Regions from separate parts of the Zea mays genome. Here regions 2 and 3 are each linked to region 1. A link is a contact called in public Hi-C data. All regions are on one chromosome and are shown on one strand. Each heading gives the region's core, a stretch centred on a gene start, on an enhancer-like site or on the middle of the called end of the contact. The rest is flanking DNA. Distances are from core to core; before and after follow the strand shown. Region 1 holds the start of LOC100501566 (Glutamine-dependent NAD(+) synthetase). Region 2 holds the start of LOC100284681. Region 3 holds the start of LOC100282908.

What was found. A called contact is a pair of places that touch in the nucleus more often than the background predicts.
Region 2: a contact with region 1 is called in a Hi-C map of ear, with 2.4 times the contacts expected there. The contact joins the promoter of LOC100284681 here to the promoter of LOC100501566 in region 1. A contact is called at or near these places in 4 of 25 Hi-C or Micro-C datasets (ear, leaf and tassel).
Region 3: a contact with region 1 is called in a Hi-C map of leaf, with 4 times the contacts expected there. The contact joins the promoter of LOC100282908 here to the promoter of LOC100501566 in region 1. A contact is called at or near these places in 7 of 25 Hi-C or Micro-C datasets (bundle sheath, ear, endosperm and 2 more).

The regions. Positions count from the first base shown.
Region 1 is chr2:161,464,159-161,469,021 of Zm-B73-REFERENCE-NAM-5.0, reverse strand. It overlaps LOC100501566 (Glutamine-dependent NAD(+) synthetase), which reads left to right and starts at 2,582. Exons shown (of 3, transcript NM_001196258.1): 1 at 2,582-2,916; 2 at 3,686-3,991; 3 at 4,353-4,863. The coding sequence starts at 2,723. The coding sequence ends at 4,671.
Region 2 is chr2:161,803,105-161,807,967 of Zm-B73-REFERENCE-NAM-5.0, reverse strand. LOC100284681 reads left to right here and starts at 2,354. Exons shown (of 12, transcript NM_001157576.1): 1 at 2,354-2,834; 2 at 3,755-3,885; 3 at 4,312-4,353. The coding sequence starts at 2,574.
Region 3 is chr2:161,726,010-161,730,872 of Zm-B73-REFERENCE-NAM-5.0, reverse strand. LOC100282908 reads left to right here and starts at 2,958. Exons shown (of 9, transcript NM_001367095.1): 1 at 2,958-3,133; 2 at 3,326-3,402; 3 at 3,505-3,627; 4 at 4,125-4,229. The coding sequence starts at 3,019.

The sequences.
Region 1 (4,863 bases), core at 1,333-3,832:
ACACTCAGAACTTGTTTGAGTACTCTAGTATTCACCTAAATCCATATCTAATGAGGTGGATTAAGCTATAAGTTTAACTAGTTTAGAGCATCTCCAATAGTTATGTAAACAACTCCCTAAAATGAATTTAAGAAGTTTTTGGGAAAACTCTTCTCCAACAGTTTTGTAAAGCAGATCCTTAAATTTACAAACTTCCTACAAAACCAAATTTCATACCTACATTTACGAACCTCGTTGGGACTCCCTAAATCAATGTTTGGTTCTAAATTCATCGTGAAACCATATTTCAGCCACTGTTTTGTGTCGTATCGTTGACCACAAATCTATCGCCAGTGCCATGTGTTGTCTTCATGCCGTCGCGGCGACCTTCTGGTCATCTAGCGACAACTTCCATCTTCCAAGGCATTATGTAAGGTTGTTGATGTGCTAGCTCAATTAAAAATAGAAAACATGCTCACTTTTTTTGTTGACATGGACAATTTCAAAATTAGCAACCAATAAATAAAGAACTGTTGGAGCACACATTTTCTACTGCTTAAAGTAATTTAGCAACTTCTTAAATATGTAATTTAGGATGCTAAATTTACATAACTATTGGAAATGCTCTTATATCTCAATCCATCCCAATATTATATATATATATATATATATATATATATATATATATATATATATATATATATATATATATATATATATAACCTGGGTGCATTCTCTATATTGAATGCACCCAGGCGTAAGTCCTGTTTCGCGCGCCTCCCCGCCCCCGCCACCGCCGCGCGCATCCCTATCCCCGCGCCGCCGCCGTCTCCTCCTTCTTCCTCCGATCCTCTAAACCTAGATCCCACCGCCGACGAGCGCCTCCCTGTCCTCGCGCCGCCGCGCGCCTCCCTGTCCCCGCGCCGCCGCACGCCTCTCTGTCTGCGTGCCTCCCTGTCCCCCGCATTAGGTGGGATTGCAAGCCCGCATTATGTGTGATTGCAACTGTTGTATAATTTTACTCAAATATCTGTTAAAAAATGTAAACAAAATGATTGCAATCGATAGTGTGTTGTAATTGCAACTGCTGGTGTAGTGTGGATGCAACTGCTGAGTTGCTCTTATGTGATTGCAAGTACTGAATAACTCTGAAAAATTTTGTTAAAAAATATGATTGCAACTGCTGGTCTGGTGTGATTGCAACTTCTATATAACTATGTCCAAAAATCTGTTAAACAAACAAGATTGCAACTACTGGTCTGGTGTAATTACAACTGTGGGTCTGTTGTGATTGCAACTTCTATATAACTATGTCCAAAAATATGTTAAACAAACAATAATTGCAACTACTGTCTGGTGTAATTGCAACTTCTGATCTGGTGTGATTGCAACTTCTATATAACTATGTCCAAAAATCTGTTAAACAAACAATGATTGCAACTGCTGCCTGGTGTAATTGCAACTGCTGGTCTGGTGTGATTGCAACTTCTATATAACTATGTCCAAAAATCTGTTAAACAAAAACAATGATTGCAACTGCTGTCTGGTATAATTGCAACTGCAAGTCTGGTGTGATTGCAACTTATGTGAAGAGGTTGAGCCGTTCGCGGAGGAGCCGTTCACGGAGAAAAAGGGGCGGGGGCGGGAAAATGAAAAGGTTCTGTCCGGAGCGTGCGGGAGGGACGAAACCGGCCTGGGTGAGACGGTTGGCTCGGACCTGGCACATAGGTTCGGCCTGGGTGCATTCTCTATATTGAATGCACCCAGGTGTAATATATAAATACAGTATATATATATATATGTATTGGATTGAAGTGAATACTAGAGTAGCTAAACAAAGTCTCGACAAATTTAAAACCCACAAGTCCTGACTCGAATCCGTTGCAGTGCCATCTCAGTGCAACCTATAGGTAGGGATGGCAACGAGGAATTCCCCGTCGGAGAATAGCTCCCCATCCCCGTTCCCGCGACGAAAAAAATTCTCCGCGGGGATCCCATGAACGCTTGCGAGGAACATTTCTTTCCCATCTCTGTTCACCGCGGGGATAAATCCCCAACGGGATCTCATCCCCGTTTAAATTATAATTAGGACATACGATCTTTGTTATTAATGTAAAACATTGTCACTTATACACATTGTCAGATGTAAGAAATCATTATGCATACTTTGTATAATTAATGGTTTCTTAATAAGGTAATTATTTATTTTTATCGTTAATTAGTAAAATAATCCGTCACGTACAAATTTAATGAGTCCCTGCGCGGAACGGGATGAAGAATGCTTCTCTATCTCCATCCTGTTTACGCGTCGTCGGAGAATGAATTTTACCCGTTTATATTCTCGTGGAGTAAATGTTTTCTCATCTTCATCCTCTAATAGAAAAAATTGCCCGTGAAGAATCGACGATCTCTACGTATAGGCGAGGCATTGGCAGCCTAAGCGTAGGGCTTTGAGTTCTGACAGGTGGATTCCAGCAGACAGCTGGCGCCGATTCGACCTTTGGAGCCGGGCGAGCCGCCCACGCGGGCACGCCTCCGGTGCTTTCGATGTTCTTCTGTGATTCGATCCCCCACAGGCCACAGCCAGAGGCCAGAGCCGAAACCAAATATTCTTCCGCCGCCGGCCGACTGCTGCATTCAATTCCCCTTCGCGCCCCGAAAGCCGAACCAACGAGCCTCGCAGGTCGGCGGTCTCGATTAGGGAGGAGGAAGGGAGTGGCCCCTGATCTGGGTGGCGGGCGAGATGAGGCTACTGCGGGTCGCCACGTGCAACCTCAACCAGTGGGCGATGGACTTCGACACCAACCTCCGCAACGTCAAGGAGTCCATCAAGCGCGCCAAGGCTGCTGGGGCCGTCATCCGCGTCGGCCCCGAGCTCGAGCTCACCGGCTACGGCTGCGAGGACCACTTCCTCGAGCAGGACACCACCGCCCACGCGTACGTCAGCGCCTACTACTTTCTATCTCAATAGTCTCGGCTGGCCCTGCTCGACTCCCATGCCTCATATTGTATATAATTCGTTAGTCCTCTACTCCTTTTTCTAACTATTCTGTTCCTGGAGATAAGAGCATGCCGTACTATATTACAGTGGCTGTGTGATAGAGCCTTAAATCTTTTTTAACAGTTCGGAGGATTCTGCTAGATTACATTCTGGTAGGATAGGATAAGCTACTTCTGTTTCACTCAGTTACTTTTAATTCACTCTGGTGGAACCAGTTCACTTCGGGTGGAATGGGTTACTTCTCTTCTCCACCTTGGTTGAATTAGCTATGTTGTCTAGGAGTTGTACTAATCAAGTTTAGGGCCTGTTTGGTTCGTGGCTAACTGCGACACACTTTGCCTAAGGTTAGTCGTTTAAATTTAAGAACTAACCTTAGGTAAAGTGTGACAAGTTAGGTATCGAACCAAACAGGCCTTTAGTCTTTTTATAGGAAAACTATCTCTGTCCGGTATACAAAAGAACATGTAATTAAATAAATTGACAAGTAAAAAATAAAAAGGTATGACTGGACAACCAAATCATCCATGCCTTTTAAGTTGTATTTTTCTGCATTCAGGGACTTCAAACCATTTCATTTATCTTGACACAGCTGCTAAATATGCACTCCTTATATGAAATACACTATATTATTCATGCATTGTGTTCTGTTATCTGTCTATGTATTATATGCAGCTGCTGTTAGTTATTATGTGTATCAATCTGCAGATGGGAGTGCTTAAAGGACATTTTAACTGGGGACTATACGGACAACATCTTATGCAGCATAGGAATGCCAGTTATTTTCAATAGTGTGCGGTATAATTGCCAGGTCTTCTGCCTAAATCGTAAGATAATCATGATCCGACCAAAGATGTCCCTTGCAAATGATGGAAATTATCGGGAATTCCGTTGGTTTTCTGCTTGGACATTTAAAGGCGAGATTGTTGATTTTCAGCTCCCCGTTGAAGTCTCAGAGGCAATATCCCAGGATACGGTGCCTTTTGGTTATGGATACATGCGGTTTATAGATGTGTAAGTATGAATGGTGCTTGAATTTGTTTCTGTGGTTGTTCTTTTAGCTTCCTGCTTTTCTAGTGAATGTTCTAGATAAAAATATTGGTTTGTTGCCATGGATGTGAAGTCAATTCATCATGTAGGAGTACATGGTATCAAAGAGCTGAATTTAAACCTTTTTTCAAACCGAGTTGGATATTGGAATGAAATAAGACACACCACTTTCTGAGCTTGAAATGTTCTGCAGTTTATCCATGAAGGTTTAGTTTATATGCTTCATAAACTAGTGAATTTATATACTACCTGTAATTGTATTATTGATGATAAAACACTATTTAAGCATTAGTTACTATTTGATCTTTTTTCTCCTTTTGTCCAGGTCTTTGGCTGCTGAAACCTGTGAAGAGCTCTTTACAGCAAACGCTCCTCGGATTGACTTAGCATTGAATGGTGTTGAGGTTTTCATGAATGCAAGTGGAAGCCACCATCAGTTAAGGAAGCTCAATCTTCGTATTGATTCCATAAGGAGTGCAACCCAAACATGTGGCGGTGTTTACATGTATGCTAATCAGCAGGGTTGCGATGGTGGCCGCCTTTATTACGGTATCTCAAAATGTCGTTATTTGTGCTCTTGCAGATTTTTTCTTTGTTATCTGATTCATGATGTAATTATATTTTCAGGCCTGGTGCAGTGGTGAGAGTATCTCACTGAGTCACCAGGTCTTGGGTTCGAAGCAGCCTCTCCGCATTTGCAGGGTAAGGCTTGCTTCGGTTTATCCCTTCCCCATACCCCTGTTTGGGAGCCTTCGTCACTAGGTCTGCCCTTCTATATTTTCTGACGTTCATTATTAAAACCTATCAACTAACTTATTATTATCTCCAACATGACA
Region 2 (4,863 bases), core at 1,105-3,604, 340 kb before region 1:
AATATGCTGCCAAGCCGTTTGTTCAACTGAGTGAGGTAACAACATGAATATATTTGCAGCGTTGAGAAGTTGGAATGTACAAATGTTGGATACAAAACAGATTACAATGGGTCTTAGTTGTCCCAAAAGAACTGTGCGCTAAAAGAAAGTTTTCAAGGACTTCGTGAACCAAGCGCATTTCTTGACTTGTATAGCCATAGAGGTCAGACCAAGGAAAGCCGTGGATTTGTTCACATCTCAGGGACCTTGACTTGTCCAAAGACAACCTGCAGACCAAGGAAAGTAAAACCCAAGGAATTTACATTTGTATAGCAATAGAGATCAGCGTGAAGAACATGTTACCTTCCTTCCATTCTAATTTTCTGTGATATTCAGAAAGTATTTGGCAACACGACCTCATGCTTTCACTTTAATATCTGGTATCCGTTTAATTACTCCTGCATATATCTCTTGAACGGTTCTGATGCCTTAGAGAACCTTTCTATAAATCTTCTCGAGCTTTACTTGGAGTTTCTTTCTATAAGCAGATTCTAATTTAGTTTTTTTGTCTTATTTAAATTACAGCAAGGAATTGCCAACAGGGTTGTTGGGGAAACACATATCCTCTATAAATCTAGAATCTTGAAACAGTTATTTTATAAATTTTCAGTAAATATATTTTCCATGAGATGCATACCTTCCATTTTGGAATAGTGTGAACATCTCTTTTGCACATTTTATGTTATTCGCCTCACTTATATCCTATAATACAAATAGTAATATCTTAATTATGCATGATTTAATTATATGGTGCATGAAAAAAGAATGGAACGAACAACAACATCGATGATGTGTTAACTAAACAAATAAGGTACTCTTAACGTTATTCGAATGGGAGAAAAACACAGGAATCGAAAAGAAAGGAACCAATCGCCTACAATGTTGGTGAGATAAGGAAGTAAGCAGATGGTGGCACGGCTCGGCGGAGACAACGATGGTTCCTCCATTTTCCCTTTTACCACTGTGGCGCGCTTTCGTCTCCCGTCTGGAAGATTCTTGTGGCATCAGGATGGACCGCACACTGCAGCCTTATGCAAAGGAGGTACTGTACACGCATGTGCGAGTTGCACTCAGAAGACGTGGATATGAGATCGATCGACTGAAAATAATGGTGAAGATGTGGACCATGTGGGAGGCGAGATTCCCTCCTCGCTCTATTATAAAGAATTGCAGTATGCAATTCAATGACATTTTACTTGTAATTTTTTATCGTATTGATTTTATTGTTATTTGTTAGTGATGAGCAGCAGCAACAAACCCACGGTCTGCAAACTAGGGGGTTAAGTTTTGGGTTGTTTATGTAGGGTACATAGAAGCAGAAAGGAAAAGGTTTATGTCTTTTACTTAGATGTCATTAATTTAGAGCACTCCTTTTCTTGCTCTATCCATTTCTTGTTTGTAATTTTCGTCGGGCTTCGGCAAAAAAACTGACAAACGAGTTGTGCTCCCACTTCTAATCTCTTATTCAATGTGAAATGGAATTATTCCTTTTGTTTTGCTTGTATGCAGTTAGCAGCTTCTGATTGTAGAAATTGTCATTCCTTGTACTCAAATCACACCAAGCATTCCATGTATTTGAAGGAAGGGGAGCTGGCTACCTCTTCTAGAGAGACAAGCAGTAGGCGATGGATTGCTGCTAGCAAGTTTTCTAAGTTCATGATGTCAGAGTATATTCCTTAAAAAGTGACTTACTCTGGCACGTACCTTACTATATCTTTTAAGGTATGAAAACATCTACTTTTAGTGATGCTAACAAAAGTATAGAATAATAATTAGTATTTTTGCATATCAATGTATCTTATCATATTGATTCCATAGCAACAGATGAATATACACCTATATTTTTTAAGGTATGTAAACATCTACTTTTAGTGATACTAACAAAAATATAGAATAATAATTAGTGTTTTTGTATATTAATGTATGGGTAGGATCACAAATAAATTACGAAACCTTTTCCTATAATATTATAACACAATTGTACATTAGTTATCGTGATATTTTATCTTCCCGTTACAACGCACGGCCATCCACCTAGTACAATTGAAAGAAAATAATAAAAAAGAACACCCTCACCGTGGGGGGGACCCGGCCCGGGGACTCCAACTGTCCAACACGGTGCCACCAGGTCACCAACATCCGCGCACAAATCGCGTCGCCTTTCTTTCCTTCCCATTTCCCCGCCACGTCACCCCGCACCCTCCCCACCCAACCCGCCTCACCGGCCCCTAAAATCAGCCCACCTACCGACACGCGGGCCCCACCTCTCCAGTCCCCACAACGTCATCTTGACGGGCAGCCAAGGTGTCGCGGCGGGCCAAGTCGCAGACGCGGAGCCACCGCCATTTTTTTTACTCCCGAAACCAGGCAGGAGGGAGGAGGCGACGACATCGCCATCACACCAGATCACTGAAGAAGAGAGAGGCGCGTCGAGTCTCCCCAAAGAACGAGCTAGTACAAAGTCTCCTCTTCCTTTGACTCCGAATCCCCTAGACCATTGATGGTTGCGGGGGCACCGGAAGGAGCCACTGACGATGGGCCTCTGCTCCTCCTCCACCGCCGCCCGGGCCGCCTCCGACCCCGGCGCCGCAGCCGCGGGTGATGCCGCCGCGGCAAAGAAGGGGCGCGGGATCGTCGCGTGCGGGAAGCGGACCGACTTCGGATACGACAAGGATTTCGAGGTGCGCTACTCGCTTGGGAAGCTTTTGGGCCACGGCCAGTTCGGCTACACCTTTGCCGCCGTCGATCGCGCCTCCACCGAGCGCGTCGCCGTCAAGCGCATCGACAAGAATAAGGTACTGCTATTCGTGCTCTGATCGCCGGTGACCGGGCCTTCATCGTTCCTTTTCTCATTACCTTATCGGCGGAGGAGCGTCTCGTGTTGCTGGCTGGCTGACGGGTGGGCCAGGCCTGAGACCTCATTGTGTAGTTATGCTGTGTCACGCCGCCAGCTGGGCTAGCCTGCAGGTTTTGCTGTTGGTGCTTCTCGTTTATCACGAGTGCGGTAGCTTCGGAAAAGTCACAAGTTGCCAAATGCCAATTGCCTCGGTACACTGCACATGGACAAATCGGCAGAAACAGGAATTTCAAATAAAGACATCTATGCTGACTTGCCCTAAAAAAAAGAAAAGACGTGCTGACTTATTTGGTGTTACTGTACACATCTGCTAATTTGGGCAGTCTTTTCCTTTCCGAGAACACGTAGGAGAGAGCTCCTCATCTTTGGATTAGATTACATAGTGTGGGCAAGTTAGATCTACTGATTAGCGGCCATGGAAGCTACAGAGATCATGAGTTCACCACTGATGGTTTGGTTCTCGTTTTCAGTGTCACGAATTGCGTCTGTATTACAAAACTTATTGATGAGCATATCATGGATCATGGATAATGACAGCTCTTCTTTGGCCTTAAGCAGTTGTGACATAACGGTATTAGGAACATATTTGGTTTTCTGCACTTTTGTCTAAATGAAGGTAACTGATCATTCTTTTTTATCTGTAATGAAATAGGCTGTATAAGAAATATAACACTTCCAAAAATGATCCTTGGCCTCAACGGACACATGTTGGTTTACATTTGTTCCTATGCGCATTCACTATCAGTACATCATAGAGTGTTATTTGTTCATAATATCAAGAAAAGTACAGAACTAACTCATATTTTGAAATATAATCTACAGAATTAACTTGACACAAATGGGCTATTTTCCTTGCAGATGGTCCTTCCTGTTGCTGTTGAAGACGTAAAGAGAGAAGTTAAAATCTTAAAGGCATTACAAGGGCACGAAAATGTTGTACACTTTTACAATGCATTCGAAGATGACAACTATGTTTATATAGTCATGGAGTAAGTTATGGAAAATATCTCATTGTTCTTGTAATCTTTCAAGTTCCATTTATAGGTAGGTTTGTGTGAATATATAACCACCAAGGATTCTGTAGGAAACCTGATCAAATATGACTTAAGAGTGGTCTATAGATGTTTGATTAGCCTTCTGTCAGAAAATTTTCCATTACTTTTATGGATGAGTTATCATAGTAAGGCCCATCAGGGCAGTTGGGAGTTTGAGGACATGAGTTTGTTATGTCATATTCAAAATCTAATAGCATCATATTTTTGGAGAAATTCTACGATAATGCTGGTTTGTAGAGAATTCAGGACAAAAGGGCAGATTATATTTGTTTGCAAGCAATTCTGATGGTTCCTGGCCCTTTTCTCACTGCACAAGCTAATTAAATATCTGACTTCCATTGATTTTGTTCATTTTGTCAGATTATGTGAGGGTGGCGAGCTACTTGATCGGATATTAGCCAAGTAAGAAATATCATAATGCTTAGATGTCTATGACAGCTCTTATCTTACCCTTGTTGCACAAGTGTCGTATTATGTGTTCTCCCTCTGTTAACTTATATGGAGTATGCGCAACAGCGCAAGGTTAAGCTAAGTATTTACCTCTTTTTGTTCAACTAAGTGTTTCTTTTACGTGTCATTTCTCTTTTCAGAGTGGATTCCAGAATATTTCTTGAATTTCTGCTTTTGTTATTTTGATTGTCTGGTAATTTTTTGTACTAGAGCATAAACACAATAGTTTTTCTTATGAAGATAGTATTGTCTAGATACTGAGCCTACTAGATATAGCCATATAGGTTTCGCTATAATTTGATTCGTCTCTGTCTTATATTGACACTGCACAGTGAAGCATGGCAAGAGTCCGTATATGATAAGAAGTTTCTTGATATGTATATCTAGCATTATTGATGTATTGAGATGGGACATCCTAGTCACTTCCATACTTCTTTTAGAAAAGAAGACATCATAGTTTCC
Region 3 (4,863 bases), core at 1,709-4,208, 260 kb before region 1:
AGATGTATGTAGAGGAGTAGCACATCCGGTGGTGCAACGACCAGGTATACTACCTCGCTGATGAGCCCGGGGTGCATTTCATTTGGCAGCCCAGCCAAGAGTGATCGGTACTCACCATATCACGCGCGTTCGACGACTATTATATCAAGGATTGTGGCGTCATCTCGACGCCGAAGGTCAGCAGAGGAGGACCGACAACAATGACCACTCGCCATCGTCGGGGTAGCTTTTGTGCCGGTCTGCCTTTAATTCTTTTCGCAAACACACACTTGTATTTTTTGTTTAAGCAAGCGTGTATGGTGGTGCGTGCCTGATGACTAACGATGTACGACGGAACTTCTACCGGCAGGTGTAGCACGTGCTCTCCAATGATGAGACCATGCAAATCATGACATATATCGAAGTCTGCATGATACTGATGGTTGCAATGTAGTAGTGAAACAACTAAATTAAAGTAACAAAATTTATGTATGACTAGGATCACAAATGGATTATGAAATATTTTCTTATAACAATATAAGACACATTTTGTATATAAGTTATCATGGTATTATATGTTCCCGTTGCAACGCACGGGTACTGACCTAGTAATCCAAGAACCCAAAACAATGAGAGAGTTGAGACCCATAATAAAATCAGCCACGGATCCTTAAGTCATCTCCCACCAGTTCAAGAAGGATAACATGTCAGGTTGTGGGGCAAGACTTTGCAACCCGAATTGGCTCAGCAGCATAAACCAGAATTCCCTTGTAAATAGGCAGGACAGTAGAAGGTGATCCATAGTTTCAGCTTCTTGATCACAAAGAGGGCATCTTTCTAGATGGTTTACCCTTTTTTTGCCAACTTAACTATCAGCTGTCCAGCATCTTTTTGAGCAGTAATCCATAAGAAGTTGCTATTGTCATCAACAGATAAACTGGTGTCTTTTCCAAAACATTTGAGCTTGAACGAATGATTTGACTGACAAAGCAGATTTCCAGCAGTATGACAAATGGATCCATGAAGCAATGTTTGAAAACTTATTAATTCGGTTCTGAGCTATTATTTCCATATGCTTGATGAAGAGGCTTTTTTAGTTGAAATGTTAGTGATTTGATTCCAGATTTAAAATAGATACCTTGATGTAACACAACTGAGTAATCATCGGATTGTTTGGATTTTCCATTGTTATTTCAAGCAGGGCAATGTGACATGAATCAAGTTAAGTATTGTACTTCTAGTTTTTTATTGGTAGGTAAGTTAGTATAGTACATCTTTAAGCTTTCTCTTATGTATTCGATAGTTCTCTTATATTTGAGTGATTATAAGCATTGCACAAACATTTTTTCCTTGATCATGTAACCAGCCGTGGGTTGAAATAGAAACCCGCACCTATACTCGCGAAACTTTGTCGAGTGCAGATTGTACATGCGGGTCAAAACCTTCACCCGTACCCTGCACTCGTCGGGTCAGATACCCGTTCGGATTTACAGGTTAAAAATATCATCTCTAGCAGACACAATCATGATTTGTCAGGGATTTTGTTTATAGAACAACATGAGGTGGTGGTGGAATGGTGTAGATTCAGATCTAATGGACCAAGAGACGTGTTTAGCATACTAAACTAATAGAGTGTTTGGTTTGAGGAATCAAACCATCCAAATTGAGGTGGTGCATCATGACTTCATTCCTCAAATTTGGTGGAATGACTCAATTCCTCATATTAGTACTAACTAACTAAATATAAGGAATGAGGTGGTGATGGATCAACTCATTCTATTCCACAAACCAAACAAAAATAGTGAGGAGTGAGAAGATGATAGACTAACTCATTCCTCAAACCAAACACCCCATAACTGTTGCAGATGCTCTACCGCCTCTACTAAGCAAAAGAGGCCTGAGCCTAGACGCTGACCGGTCCACAAGCGCCTCTATGCGGTGCACACGACCACTGCAGCGGTCGCAACTCTCGCCGGAAGTGGAGTTGGTGAGACTGAGGGCAAGTGTGACGTGCCACAACCCCCAACAGAGGTGCTCATCGACTCATCCTCACGCATCCAGCGTCCCAGCGACAGGAAGGAAAACGCAGCAGCTCATCCTTGAATAAATTGAATGAACTAGGGATGAAAACGGTCGGAAACGGTATTTATTCGGTAATCAGTTTTTCCTTTGATTGCGAACAAATAGGATATAGAATATACAATACAAATTTGTATTCTTGTTTTTAACATCCAGCTTGTTAAGATTCATAAAAGGTAAACCTCAAATTCATCCTACATTTTCTCAAATAATAGATATAAACTTCGGTATGGATTCGGAAACAAATTCGGTAATTTTTTCAACTTTTTGTGTTGTAGGGAGCAAATAATACATAAAACAACTTATATAATATTTTATTCATATTTGTACTAATGTGCTTGATAACATAAGAAAAGATCAACATCAAATTTTATAAATATCTATTTTAAAATATTAAATTTGTTCTAACAGTTCGGATTACCACTTTCATCGCTAGAATGAACGATGGAACGGCCGTCGGACACAGCGGTGAAGCTACTACTAGCGTGCGTACTCGTGTCGAGGCAGTCTATTTTTCTTCAATAAAAAAATAAAATTCAAATAGCTCAGCATCCAATACGACAGGCATGCACGCACGTCAATCAACAGGGGGGCATCATGGAATCGAATAATAAATAAAGCAGGATTCCCCCACAGTTTGATCCGCCGAATATAATAAAATAAAAATCCAGCAGCATTTCTCCCCCGCCCATACGACGACGACGGCCACTCGGCGCAGTGATTTGGGGCGCCCCGCAAAGCGGTGGCTCCACCGGCCAGCGCATCAAAGGCCCTGTGGAATATGGCGCCGCGCCGCTTGCCGGGGCCGGGCCCGGGCCCTCCTCTTATATACGGCGTGGCGAGCAAACCCCAAACCCTCGCAGGCAGAAGGCAAACGCGGCTGCGAGCGCGGCGCCCCTCTCCCACTCCCCAGCAGCCGCCAGCCCGCACACCCCTCCCTCGCGCGCTCAGGGTTTCGGAATGGAAGCCGAGGCGGCGGCCAAGAGGACGCGGGACAGCGGGGAGGACGCCGCCGCGGCGGGGATCTCCGCCGTCATCCCGGGATGGTTCTCCGAGATCAGCCCCATGTGGCCCGGTGCGTTCCGCTGCTCTGCGCCTCCTATTCGCTCCGCTCCTCTGCTGCGCATCGTGATGCTCTCCTGTCCTGTCGAGCGCACACACTCTCCCTTCGGAGCTCGGATATTCTTCTTTCGTCACTGCCTGCTCATGCTGACCACGTGCGTTTGCCCTTGCTCGTGGGTCTATTTTGGTGGATACTAAATGGCAGGTGAGGCGCACTCTTTGAAGGTGGACAAGGTGCTGTTCCAAGGGAAGTCAGACTACCAAAGCGTTATGGTCTTTCAGGTAATCGTTAATTACCCTATTTGCTGGCGCACCTAAACCCCACCTGCGATTCGTCAACTGGGCTTGATTCTGTGCCTCTCTGTTTTGCATTTCAAATTGTAGTCCTCTACGTACGGGAAGGTGCTCGTCCTCGATGGAGTTATTCAGGTGACGGAGAGGGATGAGTGTGCGTACCAAGAGATGATCACTCACCTGCCCCTTTGCTCCATCAAAGACCCCAAGAAGGTACATGCCATAATCTTTTGTTTTCGCTGTTGGTACCTTGCCTTTATGAACATCTTTGTTTGACTTATATACAATTATTAGAAAATAAGCTGAATGCATTTCTTCATTTATTTTTATGGCAAATAGACTAAATCGAAACTGCAATTATTAGCTTATTATGGCATGATTGTTGAGGCGAATTTGAAATACTTGCGGGATCATAGCCAAGGATAATCACGTACATGATGTGGTGTGTTTAGCATTAAAATGTGTACTCTGATGCTATTTGCATCGATTGAAACAGATGTAAGAATAGGTCATCGGTTACTTACAGTTCTCGTTTATAATTTGTTTGAAAACTTGTAGTGCCTGGAGAAGTCTGTTGTAAAAAAAATGTTAGAATGTGGTTGTATTGCCAAGTTCATTAACTAGGTGTTTTTTATACTTTTCAAAATGGTGAATGCGAATAGTTTCTAAAATTTATTGGATGTAACTTTAAATTGTTTCATGGTACACAGGTGTTGGTTATTGGAGGGGGTGACGGTGGTGTTCTGCGTGAGGTTTCACGGCATTCCTCTGTGGAACAAATTGACATCTGTGAAATTGACAAGATGGTGGTAGATGTAAGATTTCTCTTCCTGTATTTGGACTGTGATGTTAGCTGCTTCAAATTTAGGTCTTCAATTGATTTTACTGGTATTACTTCATTTACTTGATTTTTTTGACTGTGATGTTAGCTGCTTCTGCTGTGCTGTTTTCAATGTTTAAAATGCATTCATTTCCGTATTTTGATACTGCATTTTTTACTACTGATTTGTGCCATTCTGATCTGACCTCAAGTTCTAGGAGCAGCTAAGTGAAATAATACTGTTTCTAATTGTATCTTCTCTTTTGGGCTTGTGTTTTGCTTGGTATTACTTCCCTGGTACAATCCTAGCTATGTAAGCTTGCTGTCTGATGATTCTGTTTCCTTTTCATTCATCTCATTTTGCCAAATGGACCACAAACAGTAATATACTATGAGGTCCCTCCTTGATGTAATTGTATGCATAGGAGGAACTTGTTTCTAACAGTGTGCTGATGCAATCTGTGCCACTTAAACACTATCTTTGGCTGTTGCTAGATATCACACAAGATCGATTCCAATTTTATTTCATTGCATGGAACTAGTGGGAAGCATACTGATGAAATGATGTTGCTTGGCATCACACAATACAAAATGTTTTATTAATTAAAATTTTGTAATATGCTATCGTT